2 separate regions of the Sus scrofa genome follow, and region 2 is linked to region 1. A link is a contact called in public Hi-C data. All regions are on one chromosome and are shown on one strand. Each heading gives the region's core, a stretch centred on a gene start, on an enhancer-like site or on the middle of the called end of the contact. The rest is flanking DNA. Distances are from core to core; before and after follow the strand shown.

Region 1 (6,866 bases), core at 1,160-3,659:
AAAACCACACGAGGAGTTCCCGTCGTGGTGCAGTGGAAACAAATCCGACTATGAACCATGAGGTTGTGGGTTTGAGACCTGGCCTTGCTCCGTGGGTTAAGGATCTGGTGTTGCCATGAGCCACAGTGCAGGTTGCAGACTCGGCTCGGATCCGGCATGGCTGTGGCTGTGGTGTAGGCCGGTGGCTACAGCTCCCATTAGACCCCCTGGCCTGGGAACCTCCATATGCTGCGGGTGCAGCCCTGAAAAGACAAAAAGACCAAAAAGCAAAGGAAAACCACACAAGACCCACGAAAGCCACACAGGCACGGAGGCACTTTACCGCCAGCCAGCCATGCGGATGCAGGACCGGGTCTGCGTTTCGGTGGGGGGAGGACCCGCAGGGGCCGTGAGAGCGGCTGTCCCAGCGTCTGCCTTCGAGGACAGAGCCGGCGGCAACTTGGATCGGAAGCCGTGAAAGTGGCCGTGGCCCCTGACCCTGTCATCCCACATCTGGGCGCCTCGCCTAAGAAAACGACCCAGATACAGAACCGCCACCGACTGAGGGCATCAGGACAGCGCGACGCGAGAAGCTGGAAACAACCTAAAACCCCAGGTGTGGACAAATCGTGTTCTCCTAACTCTTCCGCTGGAAACGGCGCCCTCCCTCTGGGGGTTGTGAGGATGGGTTCCTGCCGTGTGCGTGCGTGTGTGTGTGTGTGTGTGTGTGTGTGTGTGTACGGCGGTGATGTGTCCTGTGTGTGTGTGTGTGTGTGTGTGTGTGTGTGTACGGCGGTGATGTGTCCTGTGTGTGTGTGTGTGTGTGTGTGTACGGCGGTGATGTGTCCTGCACTCCCGCCCCCGTTTCCTCCCGCGGGGTTCCTGGCGCCCTGATTTTCTAGGTGTTAGCAGAGACACGGTGGTGGGGAGGGCGCTTGTCTGGTAGCTTTTCCACCCAACACCCAGGCCTGTGATGAGCTAATATTCTTTGTCTAGGAAGCTCCATCACTTCTATTTGAAAGAGACACTTGGGCAGCAGACGCTGTGGCTCTGGGCTTGGGGGTGGGCAGGTCCCTTCCCTCCCTGGGCCTTGAATCTCCTCTGAAGTGACGCTGTTGCCAGGTGGCCCTCCCCCTCCAGGAAGCCCTCTCCTCGTCTCGGCTGGACCCGGCCTCTCCTGACCCCGCGACCTCGGGCGAACCACATCACAGCTCCAGGCCTCGGCTTCCCCGTCAGGGAAAGCGGGAGGTCATGCTTCTGGTCCGGGGCTGCCGGGAAAGAAAACGCACAGCAATGTAAGTCCCCGAGAGAGTCGCTGCCACGTTCCCGCCACCTGCGAGCCGCTGCCCAGGCAGGGACAGGAGGCCTGGTGGGCTGGCCTCTGGGGGAGGGACTGGGCCGGTCTGGGCCGGGGACACTGGGCGATTCCTCCTACGGTCAGGTGTCCTCGGGCTGGGGCAGCCAGGATCTACCCACCCCTGCCGTGGGGGGCCAAGTGACATCTGTGGCAGGGAGTTTCTTGTGAAGGAGACTTGCACATGCTGGCCTGGCCCAAGGAGGGGCCCACCTGAGGGGAAGCAGCCGGGGACTGGGGGGGTGGGAGGCATGCATCTTCCCTGAGCCTAGGAGGCCAGGAGGAGAGGGGCCTGCAACGGTCTCCCATGGAGGCCGAGAGGTGGCAGGAGGAGCGGATGGAGAGGGAAGAGAAAGGCTGAAAGAAACTGAGAGATGGGGGAGGGCGAAGGAGGGAGAGGGCCAAGTGGGGGGGTCCCCTTCATCCCTGTTGGGGGCCTCCCAGGAGGACCCCTCCTGGTCCCTGTCATTTCTCGAAATGCGACAGTTTTCAGACAAGAAGAGAAGTCACTGCTCAGCCCTGCCTTCCAGTTCTTTAGGTCAGCACTCTTGGCTGCTGTGACGAGAACTCAAAGTGGCCCAAGGAATCAGACGGTGACTGCTGGGCCAGGAGCAAGCAGCTTCAGGTGTGGCTGGTTCAAGAAGTTCAGACTCCATCTTCCAAACCGGCCTCAGCCTTCATCTCCCACTTTCTCCTCAGTGGAAGTGGCAGCCAGCAGCCGGCCCCTGACACCCTCACAGCCCCAGGCTTCTAAGGGCTGCATCTCACTGGCCACCTGGGATGCTGGCCGTGGCAGGGGGTGGGGACACATGCTCCTGCTGGCCAGGCTGGATCCAGTGCCCAGGACTCCTTAGATTGTCCTCGGAAGAGGAAACGACCACACCCCCTCCCTGCACCAGGCCTTCCTGAGAGGGGCTGTCCTGCCTGGGCTGGTGACCTCTGACCCCAGCCCCCTGGAGCACCCCAGGATAGGGCCCTGGAATTCACGGCTCACACCCTGGCTCTGAGTGGTCCCTGGTCGGCTGCCCTTGGGACCTGGCCTGTATCGGCTGGACGGGTCCTCTTCAGCTGTAGCTGTTTTTCTCACCAGCAGAGAGCAAAGTCCATCAGAGAGTCTTAGCCTAGTTCTGCTGCGATCTGGGGGCATCCCTGGGGTGTGGGGAAGGCGTGGCCTGTGGGCATCTCCACGCCCCCACCTGTGGGGCCTCAGCGGGCAGAAACATCACAGGCAGGACGGAACCCAGGCCCAAAGCCCGAGAGCCAGTCCTGGGCTCGAGGACAGCTCCACAGCTGCCGTCTGTGCAACCTTTGGCTAGTGGTCCCCCTCTCCGAGCCTCAGTGGCCTCACAGACGGAAGAGGTCACTACAGGCAGAAGTACCTGCCAACCGGAGTTAAGGTGATGCCTAAGAAGAGGTGGGCACAGACCTAGGGGTGCGGCCGAGGGCAGCAGGTGCTCTGCTGCGGGTAGCGGGGAGGGCGGTTCACGGAGTGGCTTGCATACAGCAGGGGCTCAGTGAACAGCACGGAGCACCCACCCCAGAGCCCCGACGTTCTTGTGACATGAGCCTGGGCGGGGCAGCTGCGGGCAGCATGGCCACTCCTGTTGGGCTAGGGGACAGAGGCAGCCCCTCAGGGTCCCTCTGCACCTGAGACCCAGACAGGAGCCCCTTCCCTTGTCCTCCCTGGAGGCCTGGCCTCCACCTTTGCTGGCAAGGCGCCTGGCTGTGGCAGGCAGGTGCCCTGAGGCGGTGGCGGGGGGGGCTTCCTGCTCTCCTGGAGGCTCCCCCAAACACCCAGCTCCCATCCCCTGGCTGCCCAGCTTGGGGACGGAAGGCCAAGCCACCTGCAGAAGGCAGCCTTGTGGCCTGAGCCCCAGCCGATGGCCCGGAGGCCCACGGCCGGGGAGGAAGGAGCTAGGTCGTGGCGGGCACTACGTGTCCAGGGCTCATCCAGCTCCGTACAGCAAAGCTGGGCCAGTATCCTGAGTGGCCTGAGGGCCAGCCAGAGAGAGTGGACACCCCAGCCAAGCCCTGTCCTGGGACCAGCGAGCATTCGGCCCCGAGTTTCCGGCCAGCCCAGGTCTGATGGGAAGAGAGGAAGGCCAGGCTCCCGGGGGCTCCTCTCAATCCAGGGGGCCAAGGATGAATCTAAGAAGCCTTCCAGGAGGAGGTGGCGTTTGAGCAGAGCCTTGAAGGATGGCAGCCAGTAGCGGGGCTCCTCAGGCCTGGAATTCTCCTCCCGCCCACCCAGCCCCACCCATCTTATCTCCCTCTCAGGGGAGCCAGATCCCAGGGACCTTCCAGCCCAGCCTGCTCCCCTCCAGCCTACCGCCCACTGCAGAGCTGTGTGTCACCCGTCTGGAATGCACTCTCCATTTCCCGGCCCCTCCCCCGCCTCCCCTGCTGCCCATGCCAACCCATCACCACCAGACCCACCACCTCCCGACCCAGCTGTGCCAGAGCAGCCACCTGGCCCCTGACAACGGGTCTGGGAATCTGCAGGTGGGCGACCCCTCTCACCCAGGGAAGGGGTTTCCCTTAGAACCTCCCCTGGGCCTGACGGGGGAGGCCCCTCTGAGCGGGGGCCGGCACAGGGCCACCTGCTCGGGTCCGAGAGTGACAGGCTCAGGCTCAGCCTCGCAGGGTCCCCACCTCCCCTGCACCTCAAGTCCTCTCTCTTTCTGGGGTTCCAGCTTCAGGAAGCCATGGAATGAGGGCCTCCCTGGTGGCCTCCCGTGGTGGGGACCCGCTGGGGCGTCATTCTGTGCTTCCCCAAGTCCTCTCATCTGCTCCCCCGGGCGGCCGCTCTGGCCTCCAGCTTGGGCCGCTTCTGCGGTCTCCCTCTTGGGCTGTGGCCCCAACAGGGGGCTGGACGGGGCGCAGCGCACAGGTGTTGAGAGCGGGACAGAGTCCAAACGCGCCAGCCCTCACTTCTGCGCAGCCCTGCCCCCCCGTTCCCCAGGCATCCCACCCCCCCAGCCCCACCGCATCCCTCCCCGCTGCTCACAAAGTGGGTTCTGTGTTCTTGGCTCCAGGGAGCTGTTCCGGGGGCCGGAGCCCAGCCAGAGAACGTGGTGCCCATTGCATGGCTGGGGCCAGACGGGACCTGTGGCACTTTCCTCATGGGACTCTGGAAGTCGCTGCCCTTGTGCGCTGCCTTGCTGGCCACCCAGGACGGGGTTCTGGAGGGCAGGCCCACCCATCCACTGGCTGCCGGGACCCCAGGCCCAGCAGCGAGGGTTGTGGGACTGCACTCAGGCCCCATCTGTATGTAGTGGGATGGGCTGGGCACCCCCGTGAGCCCACGCTCTGCCCGATTCTCAGCCTAAAGCAGAAACGGAGGAGCACAGCGCCCCGGCTGTGCCGAGGGGCGTGCGGGGCGTGGAGGCCCAGACCAGGGCTCCTAACACAGAGCCAGGCCGGCAGGGAGGAGGGCACCGGGGCCTGGGAAGTAGAGCCTGTCCCTGTGGCGCCACCCTGCCCCGCCTCCCTGTACCGTGGGCCCCTCATGGTGGCAAGAGGGCGCCCGGGGAAGGGGACTGCTGGCTCTCCTGGGTGGGGCCAGCCCATAACGGGAGGGCTGATGACCAGGGGCAGCGAGGTGCAGGCAGGCCTGGATCCCAGCCCAGCTTCCCAGTGGAGACCGTTCCAGAGAGGCACAGGCTGGAGGAGAGAGAGAGGAGGCCGCCCCGCAGCCCGACTCGCAGCCCGACTCCCGCGGGCCTCATCTGGCCCAACAGATGACAGTCGGTCCCCAGCGAGTCAGGGCTCCCTGCAGGGGAGCTCCCAGGGCGCTCCCAGCCCTTCTCTGGGCTCCATGGTCCAGCAGGACTGCTGGGTGGGTTCAGGGCACGGGGCCTCAGTGCAGCCTGGGCACGCATCCCGTCCTTGACCCAGCCCAGTGCCCATGCAGGGACAGGCCCCCCGAGGGCAAAGACCCTTGTGGGTTGTCACTGAGCACCAGTGCCAGTGGGACCAGAGCAGGGCGGTGGGGATGGGGACGGCCAGGGCACCCTCGGCCAGAGCCAGGGCCGGCGACCCCTCCCCCACCTGCCCGGGGGATGCTTCAGGCCCCAGAGGTTCAGAATGCTTCTTCCTGAGTTCGACCATCGGGGGTGGGAGACCGGAACCGAAGGTCCTGCTCAGGACGCCCTCAATACCCACAGGCGGGGGCACCCCATTCCTGAAGGTTCCTGGCCTCACACAGCTCCGTACGGGCCCCTCCCTCCCGGCCCCCCAGCCGGAAGCCTGGAGGGTGGAGCTGGGCCCTCCTGGACCATAACCCACCCCCTCCTGAGGCCCCAGTCCTGGCCTTGGTCCCCAGCCTCCCCTCTGCGTCTCTCAGCCACAGATCTCTCTGGGTGGGCCACCAAGGGCCAGGCCTGGGAAGGGTGGGGATCGAGACAGAGGGTGTCCCAGGGGCCACCTGTGGGGAGCAGGGGGCACAGGCAGAGGGGAGGGGCAAGGACGCCCAGGTCTGGGGGTTGGAGCTCCAGGAGGGGGTGCTGTGAAACGGGTCTGCAGACTCCCTGGGGCCCCACCGGCCCCACCTCCACCCTGCCCCAGGCCACAGCCTCACGGCCCCAGAGCATCTCAAACCCAGGCTCCGGGGGGCAGGGGCCCCAGGGGTCCACCCCCACCGGCCAGGGATCACGGAGCGTCCTGGCCGCCCTCGCCGCTCCAGACGCACCGCGCAGGAGCGCTCCGGCGGGGACCCCACGGACGCTGGCTGACTTGGAGAGTTTACACTGGGGTTGTCTACATTCGAGAAGTTTTCCTGTCATGGTTTATTTAGTCTACAGAAAGAGTGAACCGGGAGTTCCCACGCACGCTGGGGGCTCGCCCTCCTGAAGCAAGTAAAACCTGCGGGGAGCGCGGTAGGAGACAACGATAACCCCACAAAAGCTAAGTAACAACTTTTCTTCAGACTTGGGCAGCTTGCAAGCCTCGCGTGGGGGCCTGGGGGGCGCGGGTGGGGCTCAACCTGAGCTCTGCGCGCCCCGACCGCCCCGAACCCGCTGGGCCTCTGCCTCTGGCTCTCAGTCTCCCTGCCCGTCTCAGGCTCCCAGGGCTCCCGAATCAGCCGTTTGATTCATTCTGATCCTTGAGCAGATGCGTGGGTGCCTGCGCCTCTGTTAATGTTAATCATACAGTCATTCAACAAATGTTTGAGCGCCTACTGAGTGCATGGGGCTGGGACACAGCAGGACAAGGACGTCCTGGAGGGGCTGGGCTGCCTCCACAGCAGGACCCTGAGCTACACAGGGTCTCCACCCCAAGGACGTCGAGACACAAGGCACAGCATCCTGAGCTCAGCAGACCTCTGACCAAAGCCTGTTTGGACCAAGATCTGGAAACTGGGAGGGAATGGAGACTTTAAAACAAGATTGCAAAGAACGCCCATTGGGGCTCAGCGGTAATGGACCCAACTGGCAGCCGTGAGAACTCGGCTTGGATCCCTGGCCCTACTCAGTGGGTTAAGGATCCGGCGTTGCCGTGAGCTGTGGTGTAGGTCACAGACACGGCTCGGATC
Region 2 (6,866 bases), core at 1,429-3,928, 4.6 Mb after region 1:
GGCCTTGCCGGGGCTTTGCTGTGTGAGAGTGGAGGGCAAGCCGGGGGGCGGGATGTTTTGCATCTCGGAGTTTCTCAGGTGAACCGTCGTGACAGCGGACCTACGACAGGTCATCCGATGAGCAGAGCAACGCCGTTTGCACTTTCACACTCTAAGTCACTGTGGGAGCGAGAAAGTATTTTTAAAAAGTTACTGGCACATCCTTTAGGAAGCTGGTTTACCCATTTGTAAGGCAGGATCATTGAAACTTGTGCAATGAAAGGAAAAAATAGGTCTTACCAAAGTATCCTGCAAGCTGCTTAAAATGTATTCAGTATTTTGAGGAGTTTCCGTCGTGGCACAGTGGTTAACGAATCCGACTAGGAACCATGAGGTTGAGGGTTCGGTCCCCAGCCTTGCTCAGTGGGTTAAGGATCTGGTGTTGCTGTGAGCTGTGGTGTGGGTCACAGACATGGCTTGGATCCTGAGTTGCTGTGGCTGGGGTGTAGGCCGGCGGCTACAGCTCCCATTAGACCCCTGGCCTGGGAACCTCCATATGTGGTGGGTGTGGCTCTAAAAAGACCAAAAAAAAAGTATTAAGTATTTTGAATTTGTGGGAAAATAGTAAAACCTTTAATTGGGAGTAGAAAACACATGACTCTCCATCCTGATTTTTGAAGTTGATCAAACTTAAAAACGTTTCTATAGCTCATGTCCTTCCCCCATGGGCACGATGGGATAGACGTGAGATTCTCGACTGTGTTAGAACAGGAGACCCTTCCGCAAGCACTTGCTTGGGGTCGGTGTCTTCCAGTGTGGTTTAAATAGTAGAAGGCACTCACCTGAGTCCATTCAGTTGGCTAAGAATATTTTGTAATTTACTTGGATAGAGCAGATTTGCTCTTTGCTGACTCAGTGTCACCAGGAGCCCTGTTCAAATAAGGGCCAGTAAGTTCCTGTCCTAAACTTGCAGCAGGGCTATTTTTAATCACTGAGCTCTTCTTTTGAACAACGTATTCCTGTAATTAATAAATAAAACCGGCAGTTGGCTGTAAAACCGAGCATTTTAATGATGATGGAAAAGGGTTTCTTCGTGTCTAGGTAGTCAGTGATCTTTTAAATTCTGGCTTCATCCAGATGTTTGGCAGCACGTCGACACAGCCTGACGGCAGTTTTCTCCTTCACTTTCATGGGAACATATAATACTCTCCGTTTATTTTGGACGGCAGAATTTCCTTTTTCTGTGGACAGATGCGTATGAGACACATGCTCTTCCAGTGGAGTTTGTGGCCCCCTGAGGATTCTCTGCAGGAGGAAATGGCTTGACCTGTTTGGTTGCTATGAAGTAAAAACAATCTTGTTTTCTTTTTTTTTTTTTTTTTTGGGTGAACATCTGGCTTGCGTTTATCATCTTACATTCTGGAGGTTCTTTAAGACTACAGTTTGATCATACGAAGGTCCTTTCGAGCAGTCACCATTGAGCCGTTTCTATGGTTGGTTTAGTGCTAGGGTGGCCTGATAGACTTTTAAAAATACGAATAATATTTTTTTCCCTTTCTATAAAGTGTAGGCGTTCCGTGGCGGCCCAGAGGTTTTAGGATCTGGCATTGTCTGTCACTGCTGTGGTGTGGGTTCCACCCAACCCGGGAATTTTCACCTGCCTTGGGCGTGCCCCCCCCCAAATATATAACTTTTCAGAAACTGTCGATTTTTTTTTTAAGTTCATTTATTTAGATTTTAATTTTTTTCTGGCCACACCCACAGCATGTACAAGTTCCTAGGCACCAACAGCTCTTGATTTTTAAGCCACCAGATGGGATGGAGCTGGAGTTCCCCTTGTGGCTCAGTGGTTAACGAACCCCACGGGCACCCACGAGGATGTGGGTTCGATCCCTGGCCTCGCTCAATGGGTTAAGGATCTGATGTTGCCCTGAGCTGTGGTGTGGCTCGCAGACCTGGTGTTGCCGTGGCTGTGGTGTAGGCCGGCAGCTGTAGCGCCAATTGGACCCCTAGCCTGGGACCTCCATGGGATAGAGCTCATTTGGGGGCAGCAGGGGAAGCTCTGGTGGCCAGTGTGTCTGGGGTGCCTTGCCCGCCGCCGCCATGCAGCGTGTAGCCCCGGTTGGGCTGAGTTCCAGTCTGCGTAGCAACCAGGCCGCTTTGCTCCCCTGCCCCCTCTCCCTGGCGAAGGCACCTTGATTTGTTCAGGTGTCTGCCCGTTGGGAAGGGGCCCTCATCACCACTAGGAGAGGCTCCTGAGGGCTCTAAAGCAGCGAGTAACCCCATTGTCCTCCTGGAGAAGGAGGGACACGTGAGCCAGGTCTGGCCAGCTTTCTCCTACTTGGAATAAAATGAAGTCTCTTTCCACCTGCTTATAAATCCCTTAACAGCTTCCTTTGGCACATCCTTATGACCCCGTTTATTTTAACACAGAAATATCTTTGAAAATGCAGTCATCAGACGTGGCAGGCATGGGCCATTCAGTGTTCTGGAGAAGACAGGGCTTCCTTTTAGCTCTTCGCGGAGAGGAAATAAAATGATCAAGAATGGCCTTTTCCAAGTTGCGGTAATTAGATTAAAATTTTTTTGAATCGAGACAGCCAGATGAATTCGTTGTTGTTTGTGTTAGAGTATGGGAAACGGGGAGGATTTCGGTGACTTTCCAGTGTGAGGCCTGTTCACACGCAGAGGCTGGATTTCCCAAGTGTGGGAGGACGAGCAATTGCAGACTTTGACTCAGTAGGAGAGGCCCTTCTGAGAGCCAGAACCGTCTAGAGAGTAAAACGATGCCTCTCATTGCCCGCGTAACAAGGCAGAGTGCTCTTGGGAAATGCCGCGTTTCCCCAGGAATCACCGAGTGTCTGCTGTGGCTTCCCCAGAGCGACCTGTTTCTAAAGCTTAGCCTTTTCGTTGAAAATAGTGGCTAAGCACCCCATGAGTCGGATGGCTCCTGCCATGTTTCTCTTTGCAGAAAGCAAAGTCCCGGGCAGGCTCCCCTCCTTGCTCCGGACTGGAGTGGCCTTCAGGTGCTCAGACCAGGGAGCGGCGTCTGGAGGGCGCGTGTGGCCCCCGCTCGCCTGGCGGCCCCCGTGCTGCCTCTGCCTCTCAGATGCCCGGTAACTTGGCCGGACCTGCAGGACCTGAGTATTTTTTTAATGTGGAAAGAACAGAAGCCGAGCTACTTCCCCGGGGCTCTGCTGCTGTCGGTCCGTTGCCGTGCGGTTTTAGGTTTTAAGTCTCTGGGTACAGCCCTGGGTGCGGCCTCCATCCTTTGTCCCTGCCTGGAGGGGCGTCTCTCTCTGCCCGCGTCCCTCCGCGGTCACCGTCCTGGCGGAGAGCAGGCTGTCCTGCGCGCAGAGGTGATAAGACTTGAGGAAGCGTCGGGCTGGTTGGACGTCGGAAACACTAGCTCCCTTTTCTGCTTTCCCTGTGCAAAGTTGAGGTTGGGTGCAAAGAATTTCGCTCTTGAGAGAGTCCCCTGCTAACCTTGTCCTTCCAGCCCCGGGCCTGAGACGGCGCAGGCCAGTCACCGGAGCCGCCCCAGCTGTCTCCCCTCGGAGAGAACGTCCAGAGGCTCTGTAATCACATGAGCTCGGCCTGAATGATTTAATCTTGGTTTTCGAGATCGATCGGTGACTGGGAGTCTCGGGAACACATTTGACAGCAGGGCCATTTCCTTAATTAAAGAATTGCAGACGGCCCGTCAGGGCTGTTCAGCTGTCACTAGCTGGGGAGGAAAGGCCAAGGTCAGGTGGTAAAACTAACCTGGGCATCTCCCCCAATGCCAGAGACGGGGAGTTTTGTAGTGTTAAACCCTTCATTCTTCATTCTATGAGACTGCTTCTACTTTTTTTTTTTTTTTCTTTTTGCTTTTTAGGGCTGCACCTGCAGCATATGGAGGTTCCTAGGCTAAGGGTCAAATCAGAGCTATAGCTGCCAGTCTACACCACAGCCACAGCCACTCGGGATCTGAGCCTCATCTTTGACCTACACCACAGCTCACGGCAGTGTGGGATCCTTAACCCCCTGAGCGAGGCCAGGGATCAAACCCACAACCTCCTGGTCACTAGTTGGATTCATTTCCGCTGCACCACGAGGGGAACTCCTGTTTCCTACATATTCTGTTGAAGCTCTTTTTCCCTGATGTCCAAGTGTGTCCTGCCCCACCCCCGCCTCTCCCAGAGACTCTTCCGTTCATCCATTTACTGGAACCAGGACCCCCAGGCTGGTCCAGCGCTGTGGTGGACAGCCTGCCGTGGCCCCTGCCTCCTGGTGGGCTTTGTTGGGGTGAATCACGCTGGAGAGAACCGTGCAGCTCCTCCTTCCCAGGGAGCCTCAGGCCTGTGGGGTCAGAGAGGCCCCCTCCCCCGTGTGATCTGTGGGAATTAAGATTTCAGAATCTCTGCCTGTTTGCTCTCCCAGGTCAGCCACTGAAGGATGTTTCAGACAGTTTCGCCAGCTCAAGGCAGAAAACAGCTGTGAGGTTAATGGTTTGTTCTGAGAATCCCAGTGTCTGCTTTCGGTACACTTAGGTTTGTTGAAACACTGGAACTGGTCATTGTTGCTGACATATTTTTAAGCACATGTATACAGCTCTGCTACCTCTAGCCTTGGGGCTCTGTGTCAGTCTCCTTACGCTTCAGTCATATATGGAAAATGGACATTGGAAGAACCCAGGTGAAGTTGTTTAGCCAAGAGTTTATCAGTCCCAAACAGGGAGTTCCCCTGTGGTGCAGTGGGTTAAGGATCTGGCGTTGTCACTGCGGTGGCCAGGTTTGCTGCTGTGATTTGGGTTCGATCCCTGGCCCTGGGTCTTCCGACGCCCTCCACCTGCCCCCCGAACACTCACACAGTCAGGAGACATTGCAGACTGTCCGTCATCAGCAGTCAGCCCCTTGCCCACAGGCGCATGCTAAGCAGAGTGACCCGGCAGGTCTTTGGGGTTTGGGTTTAGGAACAGCCGATGATGGGCCGTATGATTATTGCGTCTTGTCTCCTCCAACGTGGCATTTTGAACATTTCGAATCTATAGAAAAGTTGAAGTAGTGCAGTGAATACTCACCTATCTTTAACCTATTTGCTGGCATTTGGCCACATTTACGTTATTTCTAATATGCCGTACTTTGTAGTTTATCTTTTTTTGGCTGAAGTGCGTGAAGGTGAGTTACGTGTCGTGGAACATGTGTCCCTAGATAACGCCGCGCATTCATCTCCCGTGGACCTGACCCTCCTCGGCGCCCACCCCTGCGATGCTGAAGAGAACGAACAGTAATTCCACGGCGTCATCTCACAGGCAGTCCAGGTTCTGCTCTCCCCAGCTTGTTCTCAACATGTCCTTTGTGGTTATTTTTCTTACCTGTTGTAGCTTCTCGTCAAGGTTCACCCCATGTCTTTAGTCATGTCTCCTCCGTCTTAAAAAAATTTCTTTTTGGTGACAGTGACTTCTTCAAAGAGTCCAGGCTGGTTGCCTAATATCATTATTTGTATCCTACAGTCTAGATTACGTGTTTAAAGAGAAGAGAGGTGTGCTTTGGTTTGGTTTTGTTTTTTAATGTCTTTTTTGCTATCTCAAATAAATACGTTAAAATCACCGACTCCATTCATGGTCAAGGTCACAGTCATTTTTCTTGTTCTTTGGTAAATGCGGATGAGATCGGTAACCAGAAGGAGTTACTAAACGGCTCAGATGTCAGCGGAGTATGTGCGTGGGCGAACTTGGAACAAGTACTCACTGTGGCTTGTTAGACCTACCCCCATATGGAGGTGATTAGTTATCTGGCTCCACATAGCAAAGATTTTATTGTAATATTTGGCCGCGGTTTTACAAAGAGATGCACTTTAGAATGGGAAAACTTAGTGAGACACACTGTTTCCATGCTACGGAAGAGATGCTTTGGCTGCCAGGACGTTGGAGGAAGCAGAGACCCTTTACCTCTCAGGAAGGCGTCTGTGTCGTCTTCCCTCCCTCAGCACTTTGCTATTGGCCCTTACACATTTTTGAACTTGGAGCTGCAGCCGAGACTAATACAGGATCCAGCTGGAAGCTCTTTGTTGTTGTGAATGTGTCCGGCGCTGGTCACAGCACACTCAGTGTTTGAAAATTCGGGGAAGGAAAGGGCAGGCTGGGGAGAAAACGGGGCTCTGAGCAAGTGTCCAGAACGGCGACCGGATTGGGGGGTCTCCCTTCCAGATGCTGGCTGCGAACCCCCCCCAGAGGCTTGGTTTCGCTGGTAGCCGGCCTGGTCCTGGGCGGCGGCTCGGTTTCTCCCTTCGAGCCACGTGCGTCTGCAGCCGTGTAACCCGAGAGCGTGCTGAGGCCGCCGTGGTCTTTTCCTAGGGAGGCAGAGCACGGCACCTGCGAGAACACAGAGGACCAGAGCCGCCGCATGGGCAGCGGGGCCAGGACTCCTCCACGGTCCGATCCCGCTCTGGCGAGGGGACCGCGGTCTGTGCCAGGGGGGCGGCTCTCTCGCCTCCGATCTGTTCCGGAGAACTCACGTTTACGCACCCACCAGAGAGCCAGCACGCACAGAAGCAGCCGTCCAGTAAAAGCAGCCGTGGCCGTGGCGTGTCCGCCTCGAGGTCGTTCCTCTGGAAGCTCTGCATCTCTGACCAGCTCTGTCCTCCGAGGACCGAGGACACGTGGCCACCCTGTGGCTGAAGATGGACCGTGTCTGTGGTGTTGGTGATAAATGGAGCTGTCCTAAGGCTCGTATTTTCACATACGCGTGTGTCTCGAACATTGCGTTTTTCCTTTTTTTGTGTTCAGGAGGTCCGGTGGCTCCGATTTCTTCTAATTGCAGCCAGACATCCTGTCTGGGGGCCGTTCGAGACCCCGCGCTGCCTGCGAAGGAGCCGCACCGTTCTGCAGGGTCGTCCAAGTGGTT

What was found. A called contact is a pair of places that touch in the nucleus more often than the background predicts.
Region 2: a Hi-C map of omental adipose tissue shows a contact between it and region 1, with 10 times the contacts expected there. The contact joins two enhancer-like sites. A contact is called at or near these places in 3 of 47 Hi-C or Micro-C datasets (mesenteric adipose tissue, omental adipose tissue and retroperitoneal adipose tissue).

The regions. Positions count from the first base shown.
Region 1 is chr3:329,847-336,712 of Sscrofa11.1, forward strand. No RefSeq gene overlaps it. Among named protein-coding and RNA genes, the nearest start is that of PDGFA, 10 kb to the left of the region's middle. Within about 2 kb of position 2,410, at least 14 of the 83 cell types and tissues checked have an H3K27ac peak or open chromatin away from gene starts, as enhancers often do. A contact at or near this core is called in omental adipose tissue, where this site is marked.
Region 2 is chr3:4,910,238-4,917,103 of Sscrofa11.1, forward strand. All of the region lies in intron 1 of CYTH3 (cytohesin-3), which reads left to right. Among named protein-coding and RNA genes, the nearest start is that of CYTH3, 13 kb to the left of the region's middle. Within about 2 kb of position 2,679, at least 20 of the 83 cell types and tissues checked have an H3K27ac peak or open chromatin away from gene starts, as enhancers often do. A contact at or near this core is called in omental adipose tissue, where this site is marked.